Linked DNA regions of Danio rerio: region 2 is linked to region 1. A link is a contact called in public HiCAR-type data. All regions are on one chromosome and are shown on one strand. Each heading gives the region's core, a stretch centred on a gene start, on an enhancer-like site or on the middle of the called end of the contact. The rest is flanking DNA. Distances are from core to core; before and after follow the strand shown. Region 1 holds the start of selenow2a (selenoprotein W, 2a). Region 2 holds the start of LOC563017 (neurexophilin-1).

The links. HiCAR-type assays count read pairs that join an accessible place to other places.
Region 2: a contact with region 1 is called in a HiCAR-type map of caudal fin, with 4 times the contacts expected there. The contact joins the promoter of LOC563017 here to the promoter of selenow2a in region 1. A contact is called at or near these places in 5 of 18 Hi-C or Micro-C datasets (caudal fin, embryo, hematopoietic stem cells and 1 more) and 1 of 4 datasets of contacts at active chromatin or transcription factors (caudal fin).

The regions. Positions count from the first base shown.
Region 1 is chr3:18,895,360-18,900,939 of GRCz12tu, forward strand. It overlaps selenow2a (selenoprotein W, 2a), which reads right to left and starts at 4,190. Exons shown (of 4, transcript NM_194417.3): 1 at 4,104-4,190; 2 at 106-203; 3 at 1-29. The coding sequence starts at 4,132.
Region 2 is chr3:19,183,308-19,188,833 of GRCz12tu, forward strand. LOC563017 (neurexophilin-1) reads left to right here and starts at 4,258. Exons shown (of 2, transcript XM_686381.8): 1 at 4,258-4,700. The coding sequence starts at 4,647. LOC141381177 (a long non-coding RNA gene) reads right to left here and starts at 1,066. Exons shown (of 4, transcript XR_012400923.1): 1 at 869-1,066.

The sequences.
Region 1 (5,580 bases), core at 2,940-5,439:
CTGTCCATTGATCTCGATCTCAAAGCTCCCTGGAACAGGAAAGGGTGGATGATGCACTTATTCAAAGAATTTTTTTGCATAGATGGAAATAAATCTACCACGTACCTTGGCGGCCGACGAAGCCACTCACATCCGCATCAGTGAACTCAGCAGTGACGACCCGCTTGAGCTCCTGATAGCGGGGCTCGTACCCTCATCCACCACTGCAAAGCAATAGACCATGTATTTATGCTATATGCCAGGGGTTCCCAAACTTTTAAGCCAGCGACCTCCAAAATAACAATGCCAGTGACTTGCGACCCCCTCATTCATTGGAGGTGGTTATAAATATACAAGCGTTGTGCACACTTCAATAGGCATATATAAACACAGGCATATTGACAACACAAAAAAGCGCAATACTCTAACAATTGTTATAGTTATTTATTAATTAGTTTAATTTACAATTAACCTCACCTACAGAGATTTGTGGGCACAACGTTTTCTGCACAAGTCTATTCTGGGTTTAATTTTGGAGAGCGCCACTCAAAGATCATCCACAATGTTTAATTGTGTCCAGTATTTATTTTAAATGTATTTGATTACCATAAAGGTTCCAGAAAGTTTAACCTGGTGCTTTAAAATCAATCTGCTGCAGCTATCGCTATTGCTGTGTTGTTAATATAACGTAAACACACCAATCTTATGAGAAAAATTATTGAAAGTTTAGCATGTTTCTTTTATCTAACTGTTAACTACAGTTTTTATCTTCTGTCGGTTACAGATAAAAATGGTAAATTTAATAGTTTAATACAATTAGACTATTAGAATCAAACAACCCTCTGTCAATCAGTTAATTTCGTTGACAAAAGACTTTCGTCATAATTTTTATGATGAACAAGTTTCTACAGACGAAAACTAAATAAAAAGTAATGATGACGACAACTATAATAAATATATACTGACATTTTCGTTGACTAATAAAAACAAGATGAGAACGTGATTGGAATATGAAATTGCAGATGCATCATTCTACATATTACTTATGATATAAATAAACAACGCATAGCTAATTTTTGGTCTTCAATGGAAAAGCTATATTCCACATTTTAATTAGACTGTTTCATTTAATTTTAGGTTAGAATATTTTGTATAAATAAACGTATACAATATTTATTTAAATTACACTTAAATTAAACCAAATATATTTAAGTCAACTAATCAACCAAATCTTACAAAATTTAGTCGACTAAAACTAAAAGGATTCATAAGACTAAAAGCTGAATAAAATCTGAAATGGAATTTTAGTCAAAAGACTAAGACTAAAGCTGCTGTCAAAATTAACACTGCTCTATTGTCCCCTGATCACCATTTGGGAACCACTGCTATGCAAACATATGTTGGTCTCCAGACTAGAAGCCTGCTGCACAAAGCTGATTATTAATATTATATATATATATTTTTTTTTTTTACTCTGGTAAGTTAGCGTTTAGTTTGAATAAATTCTAAATTTTTGGGCTCAAAAAAGTGGGTTGGTTTTGGGCAGATTTTATTGCCATCATAAGGTTTTTTTTATATAAAGTTTTTTTCCTTGGTTAGAAATGGCAAACCCAAAAATTGTGCAACCATCTGTTAGTAAAGTTATATATACCTGATGCAACAAAGACATTCAAATTTCCAGTGTATCTTTTTATTATTTATTTATTTATTTATTTTTAAAAGCTTAAACAATAAATTAAAGATTTTTACAATAAAAACATTTTTAAATTTACTTTTGCTGTTAATAATTTATTACAGTACATGAATTATAAATATTAGCACTTTACAGCAAATGTTCAGATCATTTAAAATCAGGGTTTCTACAGGTTTCATCAAGTCAAATTTAAGATCTTTTTAAGACCATAATGAATGAAATTTCAGACTTACACAAGGCTAAACGCAAAATTTTTTCTAATGTCCCAGTTAAAACATAAAAAAACATTAAAAACATTTGTAATTTTAGGCAAGATAATTAAACCATATTAGTAAATAAAGTTAATAAATAAACTTTTGTTAAAACTTTTATTAAGACAGAATGTTAGTAATTGGATAGGTGTAGCTTTACATCAACATAGAAAAATTAAGACCCGTTTAAAATGATTTAAGACCTACAACCCAATATTTCAGTGGATTTAAGTCTTTTTAGGGCTTAAAATTTTGTTTTAGAAATTAAATACATTTTAAAACCCTGCAGACACTCTCAAAATTACAGAAAAAGTAACATTTAAACACATAATTTTGCACTAATATACAAACCTTTTAAAACGATTGTCTTTTCAGCTGTTTGTAAACCTACAGAATTAAATTTGGTTGATTGATTTGCATTTATAAAATAATAACATTTAGTTTTAAGTTGAATTTTATTTTAAAAATGCATACCTTCATTGTTTTTTTCTGAGCAAACAAAAGTAAACAAAAAAGTACATTTATTCAGTAGGGTTAAAAAATGCTTATATATTAATAATAAATGTTTACAGTGGTGTAAAGAGTACTGAAAAATCATACTCAAGTAAAAGTAGCATTACTTGCCTAAAAAAGTAGTGGAAGTAGAGTAAAAGTATCTGTTGTAAAAATTACTCAAAGTATGAGTAAACACTAGACCTTTTAAAAGTACTGAAGAGTAGCGAGTATTACACTGTGAAAAGCTGATGCGTTTACATGTAACTTATGAATGTGTGTAAACGTAACATTCTGTAGTGTATTTAATTATTGCCCAGCCGACAGAGCATCATAAGACGTTAATATTAGGTTATTAGGTTAGGTTTAGGTTGTGATGTCAGGTGACCAAAATTCAAGGCCTAGCCAGCATCTAATGACAATGTTTTTATGATAATAACGTCCAATAATGACGTTGATATTTGGTTGATTTTATGTTGTTAGAAAGTGACCAAAATTCAACGTCGAGCCAACATCTTAAACCAATATCCTATTGACATCAAATACTGACATTTATTTATGGCAAAAAAAAATCCAATGTCTGATAGAGGTCACATTGGTAACTTCCACACAACGTCAAGCTGTAACATCATCAGATGTTGATATTTGATAGATTTTAGATTGGACGTTGGACATTGACGTTGGCCTGACTTTGAGTTCTGACGTCAACCAGATTTTTATTTCCAAAGAAAATGCAACGTTCATGACGTTGGGGTACAACTTCAATCCGACATAATGTTGATGTCTTGTGCCTGACGGGTGTTTAAGGCCATTTCGGTCATCATACCGTAAACACCCATCATCTTCTAATCAGTGACATGCATCTAGACATTCTCTGGGTCAATGCGTGTAAAGAATTTTGACATCTTCTTGGACACTTTTAATGCTTCCAAACAGATTGCTTCAATTATAAATCAACCATGTCTTGAGGTAGTTGATGAGATTTCTATGTGTGATTTAATTGGACAGAAATTACAGGACTGATTTTTCTAATCGCCATAGACAGGAAAAAATAAAGTAGTGACTGAAGGTTGAAGGAAAGTAGGTAAACTACTGATACTGCACTAAAAATTTACTCAAGGGAAAGAAAAAGTACACATTTTTAAAACTGCTCAGTAAATTACAATTCCTGAGAAGAATTACTCAATTACTGTAATTTGAGTATTTGTACTTAGTTACTTTACACCACTGTGTGTGTGTGTGTGTGTGTGTGTGTGTGTGTGTGTGTGTATATATATATATATATATATATATATATATATATATATATATATATATATATATATATATATATATATATATATATATATATATTTAAAGAGAGAAGGTATTAAGCATAGAGCATTAAATCTCCAACACCAGGTCCAAATTTACAACAATTCTCTACCAAACTAACATTATAATAACTTATTCGAGCCTCATTGGTCATTTTAAATAACAGCCCTGTGTTAAACGGACGCATGACAAACTGTTATCCCATTTATCCGTAAATTTGCGTTAATAACAAAGAGCAGAGCTAGCACACAGCATGATCTAGATAATCTACGTCACCCAATTTCTCAGAACATCGTGCTCAGTTGCAGAAAGGCGTCTGTAAATCACATTACATTCACATCATTTACTAATGCATTTGTTGTGAAATCACTCACCAATATTCAACTTTTATTTGTACACCCATATCTGCAGAGCTGCGTCACTGCGTGCTGCTGCTTCCGCGTCTGTGAAACCGCTTATTTAAATCTAAATCTCCAGCGCCAACTACCGGCTGGAAGAGGCAGCGCTACAGAGAGTAGAAACCTTTCGTCGAAATCCACACGATGGCAGCAGGCATTAACCAATTAAACCCAACATTCTTATATTGGTTTGACATTTTACCTTTCATATGACATCATTTGGTGGTAGACTCTTACATCCACAACGACTTACGAATGAAAACCATGTAATTAATAATCAGTAGAGAGCCGGTTTGTGTTAGAAGGTACCGCTGTAAGATAAACTAAAAGAATACATGGGCCATTCTTCAACTACAGGCACTTTTACCCTTGTAAAGTTGAGTAAAAAATCTTGTTGAAAATTAATGTAACATAGCCTCATAAATTTTAACAATTTATCTAGTTTTAAGATCTGTAAGAGGACAAACTTAGTCTCCACTTTCAGGACAAAGAGGACAAACTTTGTCTCCACTTTCCTTACTAATATGCAATTCCCTCTGACTCCTCCACTAACTACAAAAAAAAAAAAAAAAAAAAAAAAAACCTGTACTAATGTTTTACTTCTTACACTGTCTTTACACACCTGAAACTTGCCTACAGCACTTATTCATTGTTGCTCTTATAGTTGTGTAAATTGCTTCCTTGTCCTCATTTGTAAGTAGCTTTGGATAAAAGCGTCTGCTAAATGATTAAATGTAGATGTAAATGTAAGAAGAGAACCATTTTTTCCATCGTGAACTGAACAAATGTCAATTCCACCACATCTCAATATACAGCTTATTTCAAAATGAAATAAATTATGGCTGTCAAACATTGTCTAAGATCTTTGAGTGTTGTTGTAATAATCTGTTGTGGTAGTAATGTATGTGCTGTAGTATTACAATCACAGTAGCAATCAAGTTAGCCAGTTCGCTCTATACATTACATTACAACGCACCACAGTTTACTGTAGTAAAAACTAATGCATATTATTACAGTTGATCAGGTCACTATAGTTAATGTTAAAGTATGGTTCGGCATTCATGATTTTTGTAAATACTATATTATATTTTTGTAAATACTATATTATATACAGTATAATACAGTTGGTATAGCTAGTTAAAAAACATTGTTATTTACTATAAATATATCATATAAATATATAAAATTTTTCATGAGTTGGGCCAACAGTTAAGTTTGTCCACATTTGACCCAAACAGGACCAAAGTTTTTAACTAAATAGATAGAAAAGAAAGTTTAAAAAAGTGGCGGTGTTTAGGTTAGTGCTTATAAAAATGCATCAATTGTTGCATGTTAATGACATATTGTTAATTTGGCACCATAATGCAGAGTTAACAATGTAGCCTAAATTAGCTATTAACAATGAGTAAAAAGCTGTGCTAACATCACTTCTAAATTACAGGTATGAAATTTT
Region 2 (5,526 bases), core at 3,008-5,507, 290 kb after region 1:
AATGACTATCAAAGTACAACATTGTTCACAGTCAAATAAAGAGTGTTAATGTTGTTTAGAAGTCATACTTGCATGCCAATTCTGGTCGAATATTCAAAGTAACATGGTAAACAATATAGGGACTTCAAAATGAACGAATGTGTGAATATAAAACCATCTTTACCTCTATCATTTCTAGACTGATTTCAATCTTTACCTCTATCATTTCTAGACTGATTTTAACCATTTCAAGCCTGGTCTTAGCGGGTCAGGCTGGGAAATAAACAGGTAACACCAGCTAAATCCAACCTGACAAGTGAAAAGCAGCCTAGCAGGCTGGTTTAAGCTATTTTTTTCAACAGGTTTTATTGCAAACATTACACCACATTTATGTGTAATAAAAACCAAGTTATTGCTATACTACTGCTTAATTTTAACAAACAAAAATTTTGCACTAATATATTGACTTTAGTGGCCATTTGTATACATTTTGTTTACATTTTTGACACAGTCCCTTTTGGCACAACAACAACATATGAATAGCAGGATCAAAGCTTTAAGACAATCCCTAGTGCAAAATAGTTTTTTTTTACCCAGATCAAAACCTTCCGAAAAATGCTTTTGCACTTAAATGCACTTACAGTAAGTACAACACTATTTGTTAGACCAGGTGGACAAAAATGTTTCTGGAGAGCCACTATTGCCATTTAGAACCCTAATTAAACATCCAAACAACTCAGTCAATGTATCCAGGCTCTAGAGAACACAACTGTGGCCTAAACTCAAATAACACACTTCATGTGCACATGTGAAATTGGATTGCTCTCAGCAGCCGTGTTTGTCCAAACCTATATGTTACCTTTCAAACGTGTTTGCAGTCATTACTCACCCTCAAAACATACTTCTGCCACACTTCTGCGAGCACTGAAGTCACAAAATTGTGGATTACGAGATAAACTAGGACTGGGTTTGTGTTTAAGAAAATATTGGAGCTAAACTGCAGGATGATGGTCCTTCAGAAGCGTGGTTGATCAAACACGTATTTACAACGAGTTTCCAAAAAGGCCATACTAACAAGATTCGACACAAGATGGCGCTAGAGGCCTTTCCATTGTTCGTCACAGACGCAGCAACTCCTCATTGGATTACCACCGTCTCCCACACAGCACACTCAAATGACATTAGTGTTGTGAAACGAGATAAAGCCACTAACGCCCTCAGTCCTGATCCCTACACTAATGCAGGCTCGCAGACAGACAACAAAGACACTATCTCTTTCTATCACAGACACACACCGCATGGCCTGTAACATTATCCTTATGCATAATTTCTCTGAATATTGCAGAAAGGTCGACAAAGGTATGAAGCGTGTCTAGTTTACATTTCTCTTTGCTAATCTATAATTGTTAAGCATATTCTTAAAGGGAAAGTTTACCCAAAAATGAATTCCGTCGTCATTTGGACCACTTGTCCTTCACTAATTGCTAACCTATTTGACTGTCTTTCATCTGTTAAAGACAAAAGAAGTTTTGAAGAAGTTGAAAACCTGTATCCATTAACTTCCATAGTATTTGTTTTTCTACTATGGAAGTCAATGGTTTCATGTTTTCAGCTTACTTCAAAATGTCTTCATTTGTGTTTAACAGATGAAAGAAATTTGTAATGTTTTAGATCCACTTAAGGGGGTGTAAAAAGTGAGTATATTTTAATTTTGGAGTGAACTATTCCTTTCATATAGTCAACATAAGAAAAAATAGCGTTAATCCTGTGAAGCCATTTAAGATGATCTCCCTTTAAAAAGAAATGCACACAGTTAGATTTATTTATGTTTCATTACTATATTAAAGGTTATTTTTGTAGAAATGGTTGATTTGCAGACAAAAAAAAAGAGTTAATGAGTCTATTGCTTTAATGTACCACGTGTGTGTGACCTCTGACATTATAAGGTCATTGTACATCCCCTGTCAGATAATATTAATGGGCATTGAAGCTGTGTGTGTGTGAATGATTAAGTGCAAGTCTGCGCTGGCTAGGTGATGAAAAGGCAAGAGGGCAAAGGGTCAAATTCTCTGATTGAAACCCTGGAGATTGAGAGACAAAATGTAAAGATCAATATGCAGATTAGGAAAGAAAAAAAGAAGAAAAAGTAATGACATTTAAAAAGATTATCACTCACTACTGGCAAAAAGACAGACTAGAAAATAAATATTGGCAACAAACGTGTGGTGATCAGTTGGCTTTAGAACAAGTGATCTGATTTCATATTAGACTCACATAGCAAGGCAGAGGATGCCGGGCTGTTTCAAATCAATAAAACTAAACAAATCGCATCACAATACGCATACCAGGCCTCTCCCAGGGCCAATTACCAGTTAGGTGGAGAGGAGAGCATCTTGGATGAAAAAAAGAAGAGGCAAATAACCCAAAACAGATAACAGAGGTGCATCGACTCAGACAAACCAATAACAAGCGCATGCACCTTGTGACAAGGTACCATCGGCATCAGGTTTAATAACCTGTGACGCTCCTGCCGTCAGCACAGTGAGGGAAGGACATCTTTCTGTTGCTTATCAATAGGTTTTTAAAAAAAAATGCACCTGAAGGGATAGTTCACTCAATAATAAATATGCTGTAATTGTTTTCTCACCCTTCACTTGTTTCAAACATATTTTCGCTTTTTTTCTTCTTCTGTTAAATACAAAAGAAGATATTTCGAAGAATGCTGGTTATTGGCATCCACTGACTACCATCAGGGTGGATTTAGTGATTTGGGGGCCCTGAGCAATTCCGGCCATGGGGACCAAAAGTTCTAAAATGCACCTTTTGTACTTTAATTTATTTGTAATTGATTTATTTTGCTGTTTTGTATTCTAATAACACTTAATTTCCTTTTCTAAATTTTGTCTCCATGCAAAATAATAATAACAACATGTAAAGCATTATGCAAAATGTTTTAAATGATTAGTTTTCTTAAAAATGGATTCACAATAAAATGATATATAAACTATTTCAATTTTAAAATTAAATCTTTCCTAATTTGACTGCTGGACTGCTCCATGATTGAAGGTGGGGGACACATTTGCGCATTTGCAAAATTATGAAAATTATGTATACAAAATGTATAGGAACAATTTATACTTCTAGGTTTTTATTTGGGGGCCCTAAGATTAACTGAGGCCATATGCAGCCTCTTGCCTTGCTTATTGCCATGTTTTTTTTCATAATGGCTCCCAGCAACCAGCATTTTTTAAAATAACTTTTTGTTGTTAGTTAACAGAAGAAAGAAACTCATAAAGGTTTAAAACCAGATGAGGGAGAATAAATGATGAGGTCATTTTAAAATTAGTTCAACTATCCCTTTAATGTCATACAGAACATGGTAAACAAAAACCTGTCATGTCAAAATATTTTTGTTTTGTTTTTCATTTGTTTTTAAATGTAAAAAAATAAAAAAAATAAAAAAATCCTCCTAATGTGAATCCAAAATAAACAGGCAAAAATTAGATAATCCACAAGTTAAGACGTGGAATACCGCTTCAGTGTCCAAACATGTACTGGTTGTAATTGAGGAGTTGATCACACAATAGAATATGACTTGTTCACACAAGCTTTATATATATATATATATATATATATATATATATATATATATATATATATATATATATATATATATATATATATATATATATAATCAGTGTACACTGCAATTAGCAATGCATGGTGTCTCAGATAAAAATTATTTGAATGATTATACAAAAAAAAAAAAAACCTCTAACATAGTAGGTTTTTTGTACATATCATGGGTGTAGGTTTTCGTTGTTTGTATTCAGAACATGATAATGAATGATATCAGACTGACCAACTGTATTTGATGTTCTAGGTAGTAGAAATAACAGAGATCCCCCAATATGCTGTGCATTATTTACCAAACACTGTGAATTATTTGTCAAATAGAACTTACAAGGCTTGAACTAATTGTGATTCAATTTAATCGTTTCGTTTCGTTTTCGATAGAATGGGGTTGAAAGAAAGAAAGAAAGAAAGAAAGAAAGAAAGAAAGAAAGAAAGAAAGAAAGAAAGAAAGAAAGAAAGAAAGAAAGAAAAAAAGAAAGAAAGAAAAATAAATGGGTTACGTTTTGGAGCTTTGGGTATGCGTGTGTATGTGAGAAAGAGAGAGGGGGAGAAGGAGGGAAAGAGGGGAGAGGAAGATTGGGGGTTCTGACGATGAAAAGAGAGAGGGGGGTTTAAAACGTCAGCGCGTGCAGGAGTCCTGCTGCCAGTCTGCATGCACTGATGTGCGCGACGCTCGAGGAGTTTGCGCTCCGGTCAGGCTCGCGCACTGGGATCCTAAACCGTCACCAGCACATAAAAGCGCGGATAACGGAGATGATTCGCCTCACACCGCAACACAACACGGAGCAAAGTGTGCGCAGATGGCAGCGATGAAGTGTCCTGTCAGTTACCACACAGCTTTGGATGTGGCGCGCTCCAAGTAGCGGGAGTTTACTGTGACAGACAGCAGGTGGGATTCCCACTTCGAGGAGAGCTCGCGCGCTTGACTTTTTTTGTTGGACATGGGACCGGGTCTCGCCTGTTTTGGATACGGTACCGGAGGAACCGCGGCTTCTTGAACGGAGAGCTGTCGACAGCTGGACACCGACGAGATGCGCTCCGACCACGGCTTCATCCTGCTGCTCCTCAACGGGACAGCGTGCTTGGTGAGCGACTATGAGGGTGATTTGAGGTCTAAGGGGTGATATAGCCTAAGTTTCAGTACGGTGTCTATTGAACCGAAAGGGGACTCGGTTAGCGGTTGAGTGGTGCGCTTTACGTGGCCGTCACCTGCGCGTCAAGGGGTTACCGTTACCGTCTTCCACCGTGCGCTCGCGCTTCACACTTGAGGGCGGGAGTTTAGGGCGCGAGCTCTGGATGGACTCGCTCGAGCGCGTATTGACTGCTTTTTGAACGTCATGGTTCGCTTCGCGCGCAAGGGGTCCCATGCCCATTCTGTGTATTTTGTGTGTGCGCAGAGGAAAGAGAGAGGAGAGTACAGTGAGAATAAACAGTGGCGTCATAGTCATAATATTACGAGGGTGTACCAGTGAGTTTTATTAAGAATAACTTTAAGTAATAACAAATAGGCAAGACTGCTGAAAATTATTTTAACAATGGGTAATATTGGTCTTAAGCAAAAGTTTGAGGAATTCGTATAAAGTTTTAGACCAAAATTACTTGCCAGCACTAAGCAAAGCGCAGAATGAAAGCAATTCTGGAAAAAGTGTGAATGGAGCAGGTTAAAATACTTTTTTTAAATACGGATCTTCACGGTAATTTTTTTTATTTAGGCTACTTGTTATTATTATAATTATTATTATTATTATTATTATTATTATTATTTGCAATGACTGACTACAAAAGCTTTACTCTGATATACTAATTCAAGATCGGAAAAAACAATCAAGGTATCAGAAGCTTTTTGATTCTTTTAAAATGATGATTTTATTTTTTCCATTAAGAGAAAAATGTACAAGAGAGTCCGACAAT